2 separate regions of the Oryzias latipes genome follow, and region 1 is linked to region 2. A link is a contact called in public Hi-C data. All regions are on one chromosome and are shown on one strand. The core of a region is the stretch at or near the end of the contact, and the rest is flanking DNA. Distances in the headings are between cores, read along the strand shown.

Region 1 (3,996 bases), core at 286-2,785, 300 kb before region 2:
GTTTTGTAAATAAAGTCCTCATGGCGTGAACAGGGACATTATTGAGTTTTGCTGGCTAAAATGCCCCAGCTATTGTTATTATTTGGATTTTTGGCTCCGGTGTGGCTGCATAACTAAAGCTGCACCAAGGAAGTCAGTCTGAGTTTCAACAGAAAGTACAACGAATGAGATCAGTGGATGGAATGCATCAAAAAATTAACTTGAGTTTTAGATACACTGAGCTTAATTTGGTCTCAAACTGATCTATGAATTTGATCCATTTCGTTCTAGAAACTCCACATAACTGTAGTCTGGTCCTTGAAGCTTTTCACAAGGAAACTTGGTATTTAGTGCAATTAATAAAATAAATGTTGTTACTCATAGCTACCAAAGCAGGATCACACAATAATACCACCACCACTGTGTTTAACCGAAAACAAGAGTTTAAATGGTGAATACACCTCGATTTCAAACCAATAAAGTCTTTTTGGAGATAAGCCCCTTATTTTATGATAATCTTTCTGTACCTTTTTCTAAAAGTCCCACTCCGATCATCTTTTGATCTTTTGCGAAAGCATTCCCAGTGTTTTTTTTATTTGTGATTTTACCGTTTTTAGCCAAAATCAAGCGTCGTTTTCTAGGAAATAATTTCTGGAGAGCACCAGGAGTTCATTAGAAATTCACCTCTTGAGTTGTGGGCCTGCCCATTGGCTATGAAGCCACCCCACCCCCTCCTCTTTACTGAGAGCTTTCTGTTTACACTCTCTCCCGATAGCTTACAGTCCCTAACAATCCCCAACCCAACATTACGGTGCAACAAAAACAGCGAGCAACATTGGAGCTATCCAGCCGCACACTTTTGAGCCAGATTCCAGCTCAGATGAGGCAAATAAAGACGTTCACGGATCTAGTCGTCTGCAAGTGGATGTATCAGAAAGGAGCGAAGCAGGAAGCTTATTTTTCATGTGACCGATACAATCTTTTTCAAATAGAATTTCTGCTACTTCTGATTCGCAATGATTTGAATAAAGAAATACTGAAAAAGCCAATTTTGAGCCAAATTTTCTTTAAATTTATTCGAAAAGTGCCACAAGACAAATGTTAAAAAAAACTCACCAAAACACAATTTTTTTTTAGAGTGGGTCTTTAAACACATTCATGGTCAAAACATCATGTGAATATTAACAAGTAAACCTACTGTAAAAGTTTCATCACTTCCAGCTGGGAATAGTAGAATACTTTCAATCATTTTTTAAACAGGTTTGTGTTTATCAACTTTAAGCAGGATAATATATTAAGTTCTTCTCAGCTCAGAAAGCAACAGATGTGAGTCATCTGTAAAGAACCTCATGGAGCAGAGCAGTTTCAAGCACAGAGGAGAAAAAAAATCTCCATACTCTGCATCTTTTCCAGTCGAGCAGAACCCACAATGAGAAAAGCGGAAGCTCATTTGTATAATCCTCATTTAGTGCAGGAGGTTTACGTCTCACAGTCATGGACAATCAGGGAGCATTAACATAAAGGTGCTACCTATCTTGGTTCTCTCACAGAGCCTCTCACACATACACACAGATGGAAAACAGAAGCCATGTTAGCGTTGGGCACACTCCCACAGCCCACAGGATGATGGATTATCAAGTGTTCCTGTTTATTTATGCTGCACAGGGTGAAGGAACTGGGGCAAAGACCTCATGCATACAACCCAAATACGGCAAATACAATCAGCTATGAAAAAAGATTGCTTTGTGCAAAAGAGCGTTCACATACATATGAGTTTGCAAGTCTTTCTGTGTGGTAAGCTTGATAATCAACATATTTCCTTCTGCAGATCAGTTCTAGGAGATCTCAGTGGAAGTCATTAATTTTAGTTTGTCTGCAGTCTGTCTGCTTGAATCCTTCCCTAATCAGGATCATCTATTGATAACTCGGAACAGGAAACGCTGTCTAATGACTGCTGTGGTATTTTTAACTCATGATTTGTTAGAAATGTCAAACCTTCAACTCTTTGTTTCAAATCAAAGCGGTTTTGGATTCAAAAATACACATTTTTTGGGGATTCATAGGTGATTGTAAGTTCATCCATTTAAGAAACATTAAAGATTTTGGCGCTCAAAGCCATGAGGAACCATCCTTGACCTGTGCGCAACACAGCTTATCAGCTCATGACAAATTCTATTCCACAGAGAATCAGAAAGCCCATTGATCTCGACAGCAGGGAAGGATGCTACGCATGATTATGACAAGAAGTAAGGTCTTTGATGCTGGTACGGTGAAATTTGTTATACGTTGAGCCAGTGCTAATGTGATTATGGACAAAGATCCATTAAATCTACTGTAAAAAGGCAGCCTGCATTAGTTTTGAACTTGATATGGAGCAGAAATGTGAGAGGTGAAACATTAAAGACGCTTTGATGTAATATTTAACCCATCTGCAGCGCACAGAAGGGGAGAAATGACCATATAACACATTTTGGGTCTGGAGCAAAAAAAAAACACTGCTATGTGTGATCTGGTTTCTTTTAGTGGCATTGTAGTGTGAGCATGAAAAGGGGAGCCTGTTGTTACCCTGGAGGACATTTAACTGAGCAATAAAATCAGAAGGGAAGAGACTCGGGATGTTCCTCCATCCTCATGGATTTGTGTCTTTATATTCCTGACAGCCAATATGAAAAAAAGTTTACATCTAAACTGTGAATTCTGGGAGTATTTTTTGTGTAAAATAACACAATTATTTACTGTTTTCAGCAACAAAATAAAAAAAGTGACATTTTTAAAATGTATCTGACCCATAATTTGTGTTGGAATGCTTAATAACAGTAACTCCTACCATGCATGCTCTTCATACCGTTAGTTAAATAAATTTAAGATTAAGGCCAAAAGGACAGAACTGAGCCAAGAGATGGTAAAAAAAAAGAAAAAAGAAGAAATGGTGAATGTTTTCATTTATGTTCTTAAAGCTATCAGTACAGCATCTCACTATGGTGTCAAGAGCGCAGGGTCTTTTGGTCTGACCCATAATGCAACAAAGGTGTGGTGACTGAGTCATGTGCTCAGAGAGACTCCCTGGCAAAAGTTTTGGAGCCCCCTGAGGAACCCCCCCCCGATCCTAACCGAGATAAAGCTTGCTGATGACTTCACCGTCTCTTCTAAAAAACATCCCGGCGGTCTTCTCTTATTAGCATGTGTAATGTAGCGGGCAGTGAAATGATAATGTGCCGTCTCCTTCACACTGACTGGGTTCCGACCACAATGCCCCAGGCAGTGGTCCAGCTAAATAACAATCTGAGGGTTAGACAGTCAAAGTATTGCAACGACATGTGGTTTGTTCTGCATCCTGCCCGTGCAAAAGCGAATGCAAGCATGTTTGCCACTGAGGTTTGAGCAGTTACTTTGTTTGAGCTTCTGAAGATCAGTGTGTGGATTAAATTGGTTAAATTTGAGTGGAAAAGTGTGAACGGCTGGTGTAAAAGGGAACTAAGCGTCTTATTCTTCACAGAGCAATGGAGCAGCATCTCAGCATTGGGGCTCTAATTTTTTGACATAATTATTTTTGATCATTTTATGGAGGAAAAGGATGGTTTATGCCACCCAAGGGTCCAATAGGCCAGACTGAATTCCTGCTCAGATAGCGCTCTGAGCTTCAGGCAGGCACATGTGGGACTTCTTCCTGCAAACATACAACTGCTCACAGTTTCTGCATATTTATAAAGGCCTCCCTTGGATTCTTGGCTTATGTATATGTTTGGCCTCCAAGTCCCTTTGCTGCTGTCATGACCCTGAGGGTGAAGGAGGCCTTCCAGTGCAGATCACATATGTAAAAGTCTATGTAAAAGCTGTTTGTGGGAGAAGTAACAATGAATTTCACATCCATAAGAAAAACTCTATTGGATAAACTAGTCGGATTTTGCTTTTTATTATGATCTCAATAGGAATCTAGTTTTGTAGTCTCAAATTCACAGCACAGGCGCTTCAATTGTAAACCAGTGAAACAACTTTTGTCCACTAGATGGCAGTACA
Region 2 (4,058 bases), core at 797-3,296:
GATTCCCCAAAAGCATAAAAACCTCCACCCCCTGGACAACCCAATAGCAGCCACTCAGAGCCAGGACAGGAGAGACCTCAACTGAGGGTCATCCCAACAGAGAATAGGTAGACTCAGGGAACGGAGAACACATCCTCCAGGGTACCCTGGATCAAGTCCACTGCTCCAGATGCCCAAAGTCCCCATTAACCGCAGGTGAAAGGCCAAACACTGCAAGAGTCCCCACCACCTCCCACAGAGACAGCACAGCGCCACCCCACCAGGCAGTTCACCAGCCAGACAGGGGGATGCTCGGCACGGTCTTTATAAAATTAACGATTGAGACGACTATTGTAGTAATACTGGGCTTTTTAAATAAAATTGAATTGAATTAAGGACGAGAGGGATGACCCCCCCTACCCCATCCAAGGAGGAGATCTCTGGCAGAGAAGCACCATTGTCTTTATGGATGTCCAATTATTTCAACTTTCCATACCCAAACTATCTTTGACTGCTTGCAATGTCAAAAAGAAACTTACAAAAAATATTATTTTATGAAAGTTAAAACACTTTTACATTGGAGGGTTTTATTTGAAGCGCATTGCACTAGAATGAAGGTTTGTAGATATTTTTTCAATTAAATAATAATTGTCATGAATTGCATGTTTAGGTAAATAAATGTCTGCTGATGAAGAGTAATGACAATGGCATCATTTACATGTGGATGTATATGTATGAAGATGTATCCACCTTTAAATTTCCAATCATCTTTAGTGTATATATATATATATATATATATATATATATATATATATATATATATATATATATATATATATTTTTTTTTTTTTTTTTTTTTTTTTTCTTGAAAAAAACAATTGTAATGTGAAGCAGTGCCTTTTAGATAACGTATTATTCAGACGTGAACGGCTAGCTGCCCTTCTGCAGGTGCTTTCAGACTGTGCTCATTAGAAACCTGCATTCAATGATTTCCTTTCCCCTCCACTCGGATCTTGCACACGCCGTTCAGGCTTTGATGTCTTCAGCGTGCTGATGCGGTGGCCACCGACCTTTAACACGTGTTAAGAATGCCTCATTTGTTTGACTGGAACTGTAATTGCTACAAAACTGATTGACAGAGAGACATTCTTCACATTTTTCTACTAATTCCATTATGTGGAGTGGGCAACCATCTGAAATAAGAGCCAGCTTAGGTATTTGGTTTACAGAAGATCACGTTTTTTGGATAAAGGTGGACAAACTGGAATATTTGACACTTGTGGGGAAATGTCAAGTGTGTCCAGCCTCCTCAGCTCAGCCGCTGGATGTGCAGATTGGGAAAAGCAGCCCCTATTATTACAGTATTTAATGTTGATCCTTCTCCAACTCAAATCTGGTGGATTCAGTAGAAAATCTGCCTTTGCCTGCATCCCAAAGCAGCTTTATAAGTTGAAGGTGTGCCCATCACTCACCTGGGCACTCTGTGAAGTAGTCAAAGCAACAGTCCTTGGTTTTGACGCAGCTCTCATCGCAGTAGCACGTCCCGTATGATCGGTCCATTCTCCAGTCTGAGGTGTAGCAGCTCAAGTCTCTGCCCCAGCAGCACTTTCCTGAACAACCTCCGGTCACCAGGGAGTTCTGACCAACAGTAATCGCAAGCAGCAACCAGCAAGCAAGCCCAGCAGAGGATCCCACCATGATTGAGGGGGTTTGACACCAGTGGTCCACCCCTCAAGTCACACAGTTAGCAATCAAATAAGATTTGTCCCTTCAAAAATGTTCATTCCTGCTCTTCTTCATCTGTGCCCAAGAGTTTGGAACGGCAGTCCAGTGGCATCACAGGAATTCCTCGGGCCGTCTCGTGTGTCCAACACTTCCAGTGAATTCCTCTGCAAAAAGAGCAACAAGCCCACTGAGGCTCAGCCCTAACCATCCTTCCATTTCTTTGCTTGTGTGCAGCTGACTCCTCCTCAGACCTGATGTCTCTCCATGTTACCAGCTGAACGAGTTGCTCCGGCTGATTACACTCAGGAGGAGGAGGTGGAGGGAGGCGTGAACTACAACTCTGTTCTTTTTTCTCTTGCCTCATGTTCCCCCTTTTTTTACCTGTTTTTATTTTTTTTTATCTCTTTCTTTCAAAAATAACCCTGATACCAGCTCTCTGTAGAGTTTCTAAGAAAGGGAGGAATGCAGACACTTGGCTGGGTTCCATTTTGCCACAGGGCCCAAACCTGTTTAGTTCTAAGTTCTCTTTTTAAAAAACTGTAATCAAATTAAGCATTATTTAGTGTGCTATTATCTTACATTTACTTCTTTTGTGGTTTAATTAGAACATTTTGTGAAGCCGGTACTCAACTTAGCCTAAAATCAAAAAAAAAAGAATTAATTTTTGCTCTGAAAAAGACATTAAAAGCTATCCAAGCACATTTCCAAGTCTAATCATTTAAAATGTGTATTTTAAACATGAAATTTGTGTTAGCAGCAGTGATTGAACTGCAAATAAAAAAAAGAAATGTTATCAAAATGGGATTTTAATTTAACCATTTAAGCAAACACAACACTTTTTGCAACCTCAGAGGCTTTGGGGCTGCTTACGGTATCTGCTCTTTTTCTGTCTTCAGGTTAGGTTCAACTGTCTTTGTCATAAGACTAGTGTTCTACACCCAAGATGAAAGCAGAATCAATCTCACCAATAGGGAAGCCCAAATTGTTTCCAGATGGAATAAGTTCTTGAATTTTCTGAAGTTTTTTTTTTTGTGCTCTTTTACCCAACAAAAAGTCAAGAACACACCCAAACCTCCCATTTTCAAGTAGGATGAGACAAATAAAAGGCAATGTGCAAATTATTTTGTGTTTTTTAGGAGATAGGAACTTAAATGTAGATCCATTTATGCTCTGTAAAAAGCAAAACTGGTAAAAGCAAAAACTGATCCTGCCACTGGGAGAATTTGCATCGATTGAGGCTTTGCTGTGCATGTAAAGAAGGAATGGACATCAATCCTTGTGGGATTATTCTGTTATCTTGAAAGTGAAGCTTGCTGAGAGCCAAGGGTTGTTCTTTGATTTTTCTTGCCACTGAGCAGGCAGCTCAAGCAACAATAAAAGCCTTCATCTGGATCATACCCATCACAATGTGTCTGAATGGGTTTGTTTTCAAAGTATGAAAGCATTTAAACCAAAGCGTCCAGCAGAAGAACATGATTTGAACATTATTAGTGAAGAAACAGGAAGTGAAATTGATGTTTTTTGGTAATTAATTAGAACAATGTTAAGAAGATGCCTGCCTCCTGAAGTGTAAATCTCAGAAAGGCTTCAGTTAAGTTCCAGTTGTGATTGGTCCAGCGATCTATGATTTACAGTTGCGTGGGTTTCCTCTGACTTCAAAGTGCGTGAGGCTCACATCCGACGGACCCCCAACCCTGGACCTGCTGCCTTCTGTGCACATTTGTCAGATAAAATTTGCTTCCCATTAAAGCTTGGATTCTTGGTGTGTGTGAGTGGGGAGGGGGAAAATTTGAATCCCATTTAAAAATGTCAGGACAAATGAGTATTATTTAAGTTTACGGTCTTCTGTCGAGTTACAAATTGAGGTCCAGGGAGCGTTCAAGAGCGTATTTTCTATGTGTAACATTAAGATCGACAGATTTGGATTTGTTGAGGAGCAAACGCAGCTCCACTTCAAACACTACAAGTCTTGGAGATGACCTCCAACTCCATCACACCTTTACGGGGAATGCAAGCTGCTTGTTGCCAGGGCAACACCAGGTTGCCATAGTTTTGAAACAATTGTCGACAAAGATGTAAAAAAAATCCACCTTTAAAACCAATCTTGTGTTGTAAAGGGTCTGAGGGTTCTTATCTCTGAGGCACACAAGATCATAGCAACCTTAACAACAGTGACCTCAGATTTGACAGAAAATATGATGTCAGCCAGAGTAGTCGGTCGGGCTTCCTGATTGCTGCTCTCATGAATGGAGGCCTTTGTCCACTTTTCCTTTGAAGGGGTTACTGCTTCCTGCTGAAGTGTTTGTTCGAGAGATTTTATGTGCATGTGAGTGATTCTTTCTTGTAAAAGCTGT

Evidence for each region. A called contact is a pair of places that touch in the nucleus more often than the background predicts.
Region 1: a contact with region 2 is called in a Hi-C map of embryo, with 2.6 times the contacts expected there. The contact joins the enhancer-like site here to the promoter of sbspon in region 2. A contact is called at or near these places in 2 of 5 Hi-C or Micro-C datasets (both in embryo).

Annotation. Positions count from the first base shown.
Region 1 is chr20:16,527,325-16,531,320 of ASM223467v1, reverse strand. No RefSeq gene overlaps it. Among protein-coding and RNA genes, the nearest start is that of xkr9, 7.4 kb to the left of the region's middle. Within about 2 kb of position 1,535, at least 2 of the 8 cell types and tissues checked have an H3K27ac peak or open chromatin away from gene starts, as enhancers often do. A contact at or near this core is called in embryo, where this site is marked.
Region 2 is chr20:16,230,732-16,234,789 of ASM223467v1, reverse strand. sbspon (somatomedin-B and thrombospondin type-1 domain-containing protein) reads right to left here and starts at 2,046. Exons shown (of 5, transcript XM_004081023.4): 1 at 1,452-2,046. The coding sequence starts at 1,677.